Linked DNA regions of Triticum aestivum: region 2 is linked to region 1. The links are chromatin contacts, called in public Hi-C maps. All regions are on one chromosome and are shown on one strand. Each heading gives the region's core, a stretch centred on a gene start, on an enhancer-like site or on the middle of the called end of the contact. The rest is flanking DNA. Distances are from core to core; before and after follow the strand shown.

What was found. Hi-C and Micro-C count contacts between places; a contact is called where the count stands out from the background.
Region 2: a Hi-C map of leaf shows a contact between it and region 1, with 2.8 times the contacts expected there. The contact joins the promoter of LOC123069680 here to the promoter of LOC123069678 in region 1. A contact is called at or near these places in 2 of 5 Hi-C or Micro-C datasets (both in leaf).

Annotation. Positions count from the first base shown.
Region 1 is chr3B:268,851,137-268,857,433 of IWGSC CS RefSeq v2.1, forward strand. LOC123069678 (NEDD8-activating enzyme E1 catalytic subunit) reads right to left here and starts at 3,365. Exons shown (of 9, transcript XM_044492602.1): 1 at 3,092-3,365; 2 at 2,833-2,996; 3 at 1,700-1,902; 4 at 1,009-1,241; 5 at 876-938; 6 at 735-791. The coding sequence starts at 3,211.
Region 2 is chr3B:269,150,473-269,156,241 of IWGSC CS RefSeq v2.1, forward strand. LOC123069680 reads left to right here and starts at 1,697. Exons shown (of 11, transcript XM_044492604.1): 1 at 1,697-3,650; 2 at 4,262-4,492; 3 at 4,968-5,097. The coding sequence starts at 1,843.

The sequences.
Region 1 (6,297 bases), core at 2,115-4,614:
ATAGATATTTTTTGCACAAAGCAAAAGAGCAGCATGCAGAAAAGAGACAGAGATTATTGTGTGAATAGATATTTATTCAGAAAAATCATATGTAGGTGGATTACAAGGCTAGTTAACTTTAAACATCACTATGATTAAACAAAACTTACACAAGTTATAAACTAAGACCATTCTTATCTTCAACTTCTTAAATATCAAACTGTCCACTATTGAAGTGGATAATGAGCTACTACTACCAGTGGCAGCTTGCCCATAGTGCAAACCTGCACACAGCCTAATCCAACTACACAATGATTATAACAGCAAATACTAGTAGCAAAATCACCTACTATTGGAGCACAACAGACGACTAGAAAAACGAGATTATCTTAACAGGGCTGGAATTTGGAGTATATGGCAAATATTGAATTTGAGTTGCATCCACACTCACTCAAAAAACTTCCGACCAACCCAGCACTGGAATTTTCACCTTGCCAGCACAATATTGTTGTCCCCCTTTGAAATTTAAGGTAATAAGGTTGGGTTTGTTTTGATATATAAAGGTATAAATAACAAAATACTATGATTCTGGAAAGAATTTTGATTATTATTAGTTTTGCGATAGAATGCATTATTCACGAGGGCACAAGCACAGTTCACAATAGAGGAGTAGAACATTGAGACATTCTGGGATAGATAGGGATTAAAGTTACATCTTAGGCCTGGAGAATAAATAAACGGAGAAGATGACACACCTGAGTCAAAGAATACGTAACTCCGGGAATACCAAAAAGTTCTGCTCTCTTTAAAGCCTGCCAAGTATACATGACAAAAGATTAGACAGAAAAAAAGATAGGACACTATATAATTTTGTATGTCATCACACTAGAGCAAACCTCTGAGTAGATCCACTGCATATGTTCTGTATCATCAGCATCAAAAGGTTTTCCACTGTGAACCTACAAGATAAATATAGTTGTTACAAATGAAAATAAATTAAAGAGCAAACTACAGATACAAGAATTATACCTCGTCCCATTTGATCAAATGAGCATACTCAATGCAATGAGCTGCAGTTCTTGGAGTCTCAGCAAGGGTACATAAGGGAAACTTGACCTGGGGAGGAAAAAGCCATATGTTGCATTCAAAGCAAGGCGTCGTCCCTGGTATAATGACTCTAGCATGACCTTTGAAACCTTCTGTCCCACCATCTACCATAGGTTTAACTGTCTCCTGGACTGGTTTGTCGTCTGAGTCATACTCTGCAATTCCAAAGACATACCGGCATCAGTAAATAAATGAAAGATATTATGAGTTTCATTGTGTAAATGTACTAGTTTCCCATCATTTGATTGAGTCATAAACGGGCAAATACTACCTGTATTAAATTAGAGAACCTTGATTTTATCTTTTTATGTGCAGCCCAGCATACCGTTTTACTTGGGATGGAAATATTAACACAGAACAGTATTGATTCACATTCATCTCTAGCATTTTTTTTGCAAAACTTTCTTCAGTCTCAATTATAGTTGCTATGAATGTGCATGCTTTTTTTTGCGGGGAATGAATGTGCATGTTCTAGTCACTTGCAAATTTAAATTGGAATTTTATACAAGGAAAGGACATATGGACACATTGCAGACCAAAGATATTTACTAGTTGAAGCCTTCTTTCCAAGTAAAAGACTAGAGATCCATAAAAACGGCATTGAAATATATACCTAAGAAACCACAAGCCACAGAATTGATGTAGCTTCGAGCTTCAATTGAGTCCAGACCAAGAACAATTATTTGGAACTGATTATAGAACTCTAGCTCTTTATCTTCAATCCTACAAAAATGGGGCACAATGTTCACTCCACTAACTCGCTCCATAACCCTCTTCGCAGCTACTTCAGCCTTGGGCTTCCCAACGTCTTGAATCCTGTACAAAATCACATGCAATGCTCATTGAGATGGTAACATTACAGAGAAACATAAATAGAACATGCAAAATCCAAACAGATATACAGTTGATGCCGCAATAAAGTGAGGTTTTGGCCTTACTCGATGAGTAAGGCTTGGTTTGCGGTTGTTGTCCTGTCCAGTGCTTATGTTTACAGCTGCTGTCAATTCACTTATTTATTGTGGGTGTGAGAATCTATCACTGGTTTGGCAATCATACTGAAATTAGACAAAGTGTCGTATTCAATGATTGGCCTCCAATGATCTTGCATGTTTATGACCACAATAATTGTTTGGCTGCTTGCAACTTGATTAAGAATAGGTAGCAAAACATACAGTATCTAATATCTTAGAAGGGATTCGATGAAACAAGATTATCATAATCCACCGTATACCATGCTGACCAAATTTTATGGAGAATAAGGATACCCTTTTTACCAATATATTTGTTATTGCTTCAGAAACTCGCATAATATTTATCTAATATACCATGTAGTTATCTGATATACCATGGATAATGCGTTCTTGTAGTAATCTAATTTCTAATGTACCATACCCACATAATATTTTCCAAATGCTGATATATTGTTGACATCGCATCACATAGGACAGAAGTATATGTTAACCTGAAATCCTCTCTACTGTTCCTTACTTCCGGTCACTCAGAACTTGCAAATAATTGAACCCAGTTTCATTTTACAGGACCTAACAGTAGAACGTCCTTCTATTTATCTATTCTCCAATCCGTACATTGCTCACTATCTATGCAACCCAGAAATATTATGCCGTGGAGCAAACAACCTTTAAATCTAGCGCTTAGCACGTGAACAAGGCAGCAAAGTTTAATACCACTATACTGCATAAACCCTATTCTTGTGTATAATCAGAAGGACTTGGTGTCGAAAAGGACCTGAAGAGGAACTGGCGGTTGAGGTTGGAGACGTCGATGGTGTCCATGTCGATGACGTGCAGGTTCTTGAACCCGGAGAGGGCGAGGTCCTTGAGGAGCTCGCAGCCCAGCCCGCCCGCCCCCACCACCAGCACCTCGACGACGCTCCCAATAAGGTCTCGCAGCTGCAAGCACGGCGCAAGTAGCCGATTCAGTGTGAAATCGCGAGAAGGATCGAAAACGCCGGGCAGGGGTTGGAGAGGTGGCGGCGGCGGCTAACCCCGGGGCTGGGATCGAAGGTGGAGTGGACGAGGTTGCCGGGGCGGGAGAGGAGCATGTCCAGGTCTCTCCACCTTTCGGGCTCCGTTGGCGGCGCCGCCGCCGCGTCGGGGGAAGCCATCTCGCCTGCCTTTGGACGGGGGGACGGGGGAATCTGTAGGCTGTATAGTCGAGGCGCCGAGGGTGCGGGCGTGCGGCAGAGGTCGGGGAAGGAGACGAGAGAAATAACTCAGGACCTTGGAGTGCGCGGCTAGGATGCGTGATTTGTCTGATCGGACGGCTGCGGTTAGAGGCTGGAGCGCAAGGCAGCAAGCCCAAGTTGTGTTTGGAGCATCTCTTAGGACGTGTTTGGTAGCCTTCCCGAACGAGCCTGGCCCGTGGAGCCTGACTGAGCTAAAAAAGGCAGAAACCTAACATCTGCACCTAGTTAGTTGCATGCATGTATGGGGTGTAATCGGATGTAACGAAAGGTAGTTTGTTTGGTTGCCGCTTGTTTAGGCATAAACGCAAGGCATAGTGTCTGGTTCCATGCAACACATGTTGTTTGGTAATCTCTTCAGTGAGGTGGTGAGGTTACCAGCACACAGCGACGTGAAGAATAATTCGTAGACACACAACAGAAGATAGTTGTAAACCATAGCAAGCCGCAGTTTTAAATACAGCCCACACTTAAACATAACAGTTCAAAAGCAAAGCAGTACGATATGAAACTAAACCAGCTGGAGCATAGGAAGGGTTATCCTAGACGTTCACGACGAAGGCGTCGTCGTGCTTCCCGCACTTGGTCACCACTTCAATGTCGTCGTCATGGTTCCCGCACTTGTCACCACTTCAATGTCGTTTGTCGTTGAAGACGATGACCTTGAGCGTGTCGAGTCTCTGCAGCTTGAACGTCACCATGTAGCCAATTTTGATTTGATGGACGGCGACGAAGGGGGCCCAACCCTAATCGAGGGTCACCTTGTCGTCCATCAGCCGGACAATGACCCTTCATGAGCAGTCGATGTTCGTCCTCGGCTTCACCTCTTCCGGCACGGCCCAAAAGTGCTTCCTGAAGTCTAGGAGCATCAGGATGCACTCAAGCTAAGGGGCAAGGATCACATTGCAGAAGTGGGTTGGACCACCCTCCTCATGGTAGTGCCCTTAGTTCCGGTGCTCCCCGATAGGGGGGCTCCTCTGGCACCACGTCGTCATTCGTGGTCACCTCCTTAGGCGTGGTTGGCACAACCTCCATGGGCGGCACCACCTCATTGCCCTTCTCCATGGGTGACACCACCTTCTTGCCCTTGTTCTACGTGTCGACCTGCATTACGAAGAACACGCATTATGAAGAGCACAAAGTTCCTAGGTCGATCGCCATTAAAACCTATCATCCATAACCCCTTTATTTACCCATCCTCACGGTCAGTACTTACCCACCATCTCACTCGGTTATCTCTCTATCTCTCACTCTTCCTCCTATCCATCGCCATGAACTCCAGCAGGAACTCCAACCCCATCCCCAAACCCTTCCCTTGGGGCATTGGTTGGGGGGCTTCCTTCCTCGGGTGCTCGCTCGATGACTGCACCCAAGTTCGAGAACACCATGGAAGTCCGCTCGAACTTCAGCAACATGGCAGACATGCAAAAAGAGTCAGGCGTTGTGGTGAAGAAGGCGACGTCGGAGGAGTTGAAGACGTTGGTTCCTGACCCAGCGAAGGGCACTATGTCAGTCGACATCCTTCGTTGGGCCATGAATCAGGCCGACTCCGGCGACGCTCGACAGAGGGCAAGGTGGGCCAAGTACAGAGAGTACACGCGTCCTCATGACCATCATGCCCCAGCGTACTTCACGACAGGATTGTGGTGGCGGTGAAGGAGGAACAAGAAGCGGTGGCGATGTAGGTGGAAGAAGAAGATGTTGTGGCAATGGTTGTAAGAGCGTCGGAGCCAGGACACCGAAGCATGCCAATCGAGTTGGACCCCGGCGACGAAGAAGAGCCGGTGGTGCAGCTTGATACGTCTCCAACGTATCTATGATTTTCTATTGTTCCATGCTTATAGTACCAATCTTGAATGTTTTATATGCGATCATATATCTTTTTCAAGACTAACCTATTAACCTAGTGCCAAGTGCCAATTATTGTTTTTGCCTGTTTTTGGTTTTTCAGGAAATCAGTACCAAACGAAGTCCAAACTCTACGAAACTTTTTGACGATTTTTTCTGGACAAGAGAGACCCTAGAAGCTTCGGGAGGAGACCAAAAGGCAAATGAGGAGACGGCAAGGCAACAAGGCACGCCATGATGCCTTGTGGTCCCCTCGTGGCTTCGTCTGACCTAATTCCACCTCTATAAATTCTCTAAAATCAGGAAACCAATAGAGAGCCATCCAAAATACTTTTTTCGCCGCCGCAAGTTTATGTTCTTCTGCTATCCCATTTGGAGACCTTTTCTGGTACTCTGCCGGAGGGGGAATCGATCACGGAGGACTTCTACATCAACCTTGTTTCCCTTTCGATGATGTGTGAGTAGTTTACCACAGACCTACGGGTCCATAGATAGTAGCTGGATGGCTTCTTCTCTCTCTTTGATCATCAATACAATGTTCTCCTCGATGTTCTTGGAGATCTATTCGATGTAATCTTCTTTTGCGGTGTGTTTGTTGAGATCCGATGAATTGTGGTTTATGATTAGATTTATTCATGAATATTATTTGAGTCTCTCTGAACTCTTTTTATGCATGATTGTTATAGCTTTGTATTTCTCTCCGATCTATCCATTTGGTTTGGCCAACTAATTTATCTTGTAATGTGAGAGGTGCTTTGTGATGGGTTCGATCTTGTGTTGCTCAGTCCCAGTGACAGAAAGGGACATGACACATATTTGTATCGTTGCCATTAAGGATAAAAAGATGGGGTGAAAAATCTTTCTCAACAATTCCTATTCTACTAACAAGAGTAGACATGCAAAATTTATTTGTTACTGAAGAGAAAACCGTTCCAGCTGTTCCTGAATAGCTTCCTTCAAAAGGATTTCCGCTTGCTAGGTGAATGTCTTGCTAGAAGATATAATTTCTTGGAATTGAGGTTTAGTATCTTTTAGATATTTACGTAACTCATCTAGAAATATTGGGTTTACTTTGTCTACATCATGTCATCTTGCTTAAGGTGTTACTCCGTTCTTTATGAACTTAATACTCTAGATGCATGTTGGATAGTGATCGATGT
Region 2 (5,769 bases), core at 447-2,946, 300 kb after region 1:
CCGTTGGGACAGGTATATATTCCGGGCGTGACTAAGGTGGCCGATCTCCTCTTGCCAGATGGAAGAAGTTGGAATAGCGACCGAGTCAGGGAGATGTTTACCCCGGGCGATGCAAGTGAAATTTTGCAGATAGTGGTGGGTGGCTTGGGTATTGACGACTACCAAGCGTGGAATTTCACAAAGAATGGAATCTTCTCGGTACGACCAACTTATCATCTGAAAATGGCCATGGTTAGATCGCGCTTTGGACGGCCGGAGTCATCTAGTTCTGTGAATAAACACAAGGGGTACATGGCCCTTTGGGGCACGAACACACCTGGAAAGGCCAAGATTCATCTCTGGAGACTCATTTCAAATGGACTGGCAGTCGGATCAGAGCTCCATCGGCGAAGGATAAAACCTGGGGTCTTCTGCGTTGCTTGTGGACGCGAGGAAACTTTATTTCATCGATTTTGGGCGTGCCCACACTCGGTACTTTTTTGGCAGCTATTTCGCTCGGAGAAGGGAGATTTGGTGGCGATCCCACCATGCCAGTTGGTCTCCCAGGGAGAGGTAGCACGTTGGCTACTGCAGTGGCTAGCGGGAGCATCCAATGAAGCAAAACAGGCGACGGTGCAGGCGCTGTATAGCCTGTGGCTGGCTAGGAACGAGACAAGAGAAGGGAAGATGATCAAACGTCCACATGAAATATTGGGTTCAGTCTTGGGGCAGATAGAGGAGTGGGTGCTGGCACATCCCGCTTCAGGTAATGCTCCGGCTCGTCCGCAGCATCAGAAATGGGAGCCACCGGACGAGGGTTGGATCAAGGTTAACTCCGACGGCGCAACATCAAAGATGGGGGACAAGGCTGGAGGTGGGGCTGTGCTTAGGGATCATATGGGAGCGTTCAGAGCAGGTATGTGCCACCATTTCTCTGAGGTCGTTGATCCCGAGGTGGCTGAGATCTTGGCATGTAAGCGGTCTCTTGAGGTAGCAAAAGAAATCAACGCGACACTAGTGCATGTGGAGTTAGACTCTCAAGGAGTTGTGCAGATGCTGAAGAAACACACAAAGGAGCTCTCGGCGTCCGGGCCTTTGGTGGAGGAGATCAAAACCTTGTTGCGATCCTTTGTTGATCACAAGGTGACTTGGGTTAGACGTTCAACTAATGCTGCCGCGCATAAGCTAGCTAGAGTAGGAGTGGGTGTCGAACTATGTAAGGTTTGGTTGGGGGCTCCTGCGGACATCGTTCTTTCTGTTTTGTCGGATGAGATTCCGAACTTCGTAAGTTAATAAAAGCGGCAGTATTTTCCCTAAAATAAAAATAAAAATTTGGGCTCCCTTTGAGAATTTGAATACATACTCTTCAAATCCTGGGCAAGTCCATGAGAACACGTTACTGAGATATAGGCTGTGACACACCTGCAAGATCTAAATGTAACATTCTGGATTTCCTAAAGACTCCAGAACACTTTTTCTCCAGCATGGTCAGAAAAAAAAACACTTTTTCTCCAGCTAAAAAAAAGCATGTGAAAGCTTTGCTAACCTTGTCAGGTTGGTTGGAGACCCTGACCCTGAGGCTGCGATGGGGGTGGGATACCATGCCATGGAGGGCGAGCCGCTGACCATGTAATGCACGTGTCGGCACGTTCATCATTTTCTGTTCGTTTCCTATTTTAATGCAGCAGCTGGGTATGTACAGAGCAGTTCAATCCAATCCAATCCATTTCCCGTCTCTTTCTATCTGTCTATGGCCCACACCCCTGCCCCGCCGGAAAACGAAATCCACGTCGCCCGCGCGCGGCCGCCGACGTAAAGCCGCCCTCCGCCGCACACGCTCTCCTCTCCCGTGCCGCCCACCCGATGGATCCCTCGCCCGATCCGCTCGCCGCCTCCGCCCCATTCCCCACCATCCCCGCCGCCACCCACAGGCCGCGGGTCGCCCGCCCGCGGCGCCAGGCCGCCCCCTTTCGTTCCGACCACCCCGGAGCCTCCTGCTCCCCCAGCCGGCGCCTCGGCGGTGATCTCTCGAGCTTTGCTGCGGGCGCTGGCTCGCGACCGAGCACCGCAGGTGGATCACGCCCCTCGGTCTTCGTCTTCGGCGCGGACGCCTCGACGTCTAACCGCGCCGTGGCGGAGGATCCAGCGTCGGCGGGCTCATGGGGTTCTTCCCGTGGCGCTAATTTTGTTTTTGGGAGTGGCGTCTCGGCGAGATCGGAGATGAAGAGAAGCTCCTCGGTTGGATCCAGTGCTGCATCGTTGTGCAGCCTCTCTGCAGCAGCCGATGAGCTTGTACAAGATGATTCTTCCGGCAAGCAAAGAGACTGTGCTCATGTTTCTAGACTAAATGATTCCGTGCTGGAGATAAATTCTCGCGGTAGTTTTGGTTCCTCTCAAAGCAATTTGAAGTCACATGAGGTTTTTCGTCCGAGCATTCTTCCTGGTGTTGCTAAGCAGCGCGATGAAGGGCGTGGCATGCTCTCTCAGACAGTAGGGTGCAAGAGTACCGAAACAAATTCATCATTAGTTGGTCAAGCGGTCACTGCAACAAAATGTACTGACAGGAATGATTCCATGGAAGTCCCCAAGGACTGTGGTAACTCATCCGTAGGAGATTCTGTAGATAAAGTTTACTTCACAAAGGATGGAAGCAAACTTTCTGCAACTGGTGGTAATGTCAAACATGATTTGTTTGTCTTCGGGGAGCGTGCTAGTGCTCAACATAGTCTGTTCACTGCAAATACAGAGCAAAGTAATGTCAAGAAGTTGGATTCATCTGATAAAGAGGAGGTAACATGCAGTTCTGAACAACTTGGTCTTTCAGCTACTGAGGATGGCAGATGTCTCAAGTCACAGCTTGCACCTGGTTCACGTAATTGGGGTGCTCCACATTCCAGACATTGTCAAGTCCATGAAACAGAAAAAGCCTCGAATACTGCACCTTTTAGCATTGGAGCTCAAGATGACATTGTAAAGGTTTCTTTCACAAAGTTGCCTGATGGTATGCAAACACAAGTAGGTGCAGCATCTGGACTTGGTGAATGTCGATCTTTCGATGAGAGATCATTTACTCTTCTACAAGACCACAATTCAGCTGGAGACAAGGGAGTGCTTAAGGCTATGAGCATGAATAGAAGGGCAGTTAAACCAAAGAAGTTTTCCTCAACCCGTCAGGTTTCTTCATTGCGGAATGTCCTTGCAGCTGACAGTTTTTCTGGAAAAGTGACTCCGGAAACAAACTTTAGTATGGAACAATCTGGAAAAGTTGGCCTCAGGTTAGAGGGTTCTGGTAACAGTGGCCCAGAGGTAGCTGATGCTACGCAAACAGCAGAAAGTAGCCATGATGGAACTGGGCTTACTTTTGCAGCTAACTTGGAAAGTTGTGGTAACTCTGACTTAATATTTGCTTCATCTACTTTCGATCGAAGTAAGTTGGGCTCACAAAGACAACAGAATAGAAGTTCTGAAGGAATGACGACTCATACTAACTTTGTTCAAAGCCTTCCTACATCTGCCATTAGTCTTGCACACACAAAAGTTTCAGCAAGCCAGCCAGACGCAGTTTTAGTGCCTCAATGGACTGAATACAGCAAAGCAGAACCTTCAGTAGTAACATGTACAAAAACAGGAAACTTTAGATATCAGGAGGATTGTGAAACTTGGCGTATAAGGTGTCTACACAACCTTTCGTATTTTGTTACTGGCGTATTTATGAACTTACATACTATGTTTAATGACTTATGCCTGCACAGTTGCAAATATCACAGTTATATCAACTATATCTTCTGAAATAGGCAAATAGCACAAAATATGATTATTTATATGTGGACAGTGGACACCAGTTTAATATCTGCAGTAATCTGAAAGCAAACTTTGAAAGGATTGCAACTGTGCTTGAACTTCCATAACAGAAGAAAATTAGAATCTTCCATAACAGAAGAAAATTATGAAATTATCTCCAACCAAGAACCAATGTGATGTATTTCAGTCAATCAAAATTCAGTTATTTGTTCCTCTGTTAGCCTTTTGCCTTTTTTTTCACACCCGTTCCTCATGCTATGTAATCAAGTTTATGCTTATGGATAATGTGCTGTGTTTGATAATTCTGGAGTTTGTTGGCTTAGAATTAATTCCCACCAGTGGTTGTTTATGAAATATCAACATTTAAAACTGAAATATGTTGAGTTTTGGTTTGATTTGAATAAGGGGATTAGAGTTTCTTTTTTGTTGCTTTAACTGTATATTTGGTGCATTTTAAGCTTAATTGTTTATTGTTCACCAGGGGAAACCAAGCTTATGCTGCAGGACAGTTAGCTAAGGCGGAGGAATGCTATACCCATGGGATTAATTCTGTTTCTCAAAATCAAGCTTCTCAGAAAGCATTAATGCTGTGCTACAGCAATCGTGCAGCTACCCGGATATCTCTCGGTAGGATGAGAGATGCCCTCTCTGATTGTCGGAAAGCTACTGAAATTGATTCCAGCTTTCTCAAGGCACAAGTCAGAGCTGCCAAGTAAGATGAATACCTAGGGCTGTTACATTGACAAATCACCAATTTGCGAACTTTCACATATATACAGTTTTTTTAAATAATTGGAATTTGCATCATAATTCTTAAACTTTTTATTTGGTGAAGGAGAAAAAACTAGATATTGTTCTTAAGTAAATATCCAATTCAATTGTTTTTTTCTTAGCAATTTCAGATCTCAGAGGAAAGAAACATTTCATGTGTTGTAGTTAAGTCTAAGGCTGAGTACTGCCTTAACATGCCTAACTATACTCCTTGTTGTTTGTGTACATTCAGTTGACATTAGTTTGCAAAGTGTTAATAGCCTTGTTAATTCGAATTCCATAACTTAATGTGGTTATTTGATGTTAGGAGTTAGTAGTGCATGTAATTGGTCATAAGTGTCTTGCCCTTGTTATATAACTTGTATAATATTGCTGAATATATGATCTAATCAATATGCTCGGCTAAATGTGTATAGTTGTCTGCTTGCTCTGGGGGATGTCGAAGAAGCACAAAAGGGTTTTGAAATCTGTTTGAAGTCTAATCATGCGGCAAGCTTGGATCGTAAAGTCATAGAAGAGGCTTCTGATGGTCTACAAAAAGCTCAGGTAGGCCCGCCTCTGGTGCTATACTGTCGTTGTTCATGTTATCATATCTTGAGGAACTGTGGAATCTGTAGAATTAGTCTGCTCTATCAACTGTATCCCTCTATGCTACTTTGAGTGAGTTTTGACTTTTGAGTAGAGAACTGCGAAACCAGAAGCATACATGATTTTGAGATTAATTTTTCTAGAATATGATTTTACGAGCTATCGAGGAACCGCATTGCAAAATAACTATTTCTGGGATGCTTATGTTAAGTGCAATTGTTGATTACCATAGTTTAGTAGATTTGCGGCTTCAACTGGAAAATACTAAAAACTGTATATATTGTTTTTTTTTGACTGGGAAAACTGTATATATTGTTGAGGGAACTATACAAGAAATTAAGACAAATTCACAGCAGAATTTTAACAAATTTTGAAAGCATAGATGAATTTATGCTCAACAGTATCTTGTGTTGAGAATTTGAGGTTTCTGTTACATCAACCGCTTCCACTTTTCATTCAACTACCCGTAAGCTGTTAAATGGTACTGGTTCTCCTAGAGCTTCACAATTTGTTCCATGTGTCATCCACAACTCCGCTAAATCTCCATCACAATGAAGCACTCGTACAGCTCCCAACTTGTTGCAGTTCTGCTGAACACGCCGGATAAACTGGAATGTATCACATTGCTTA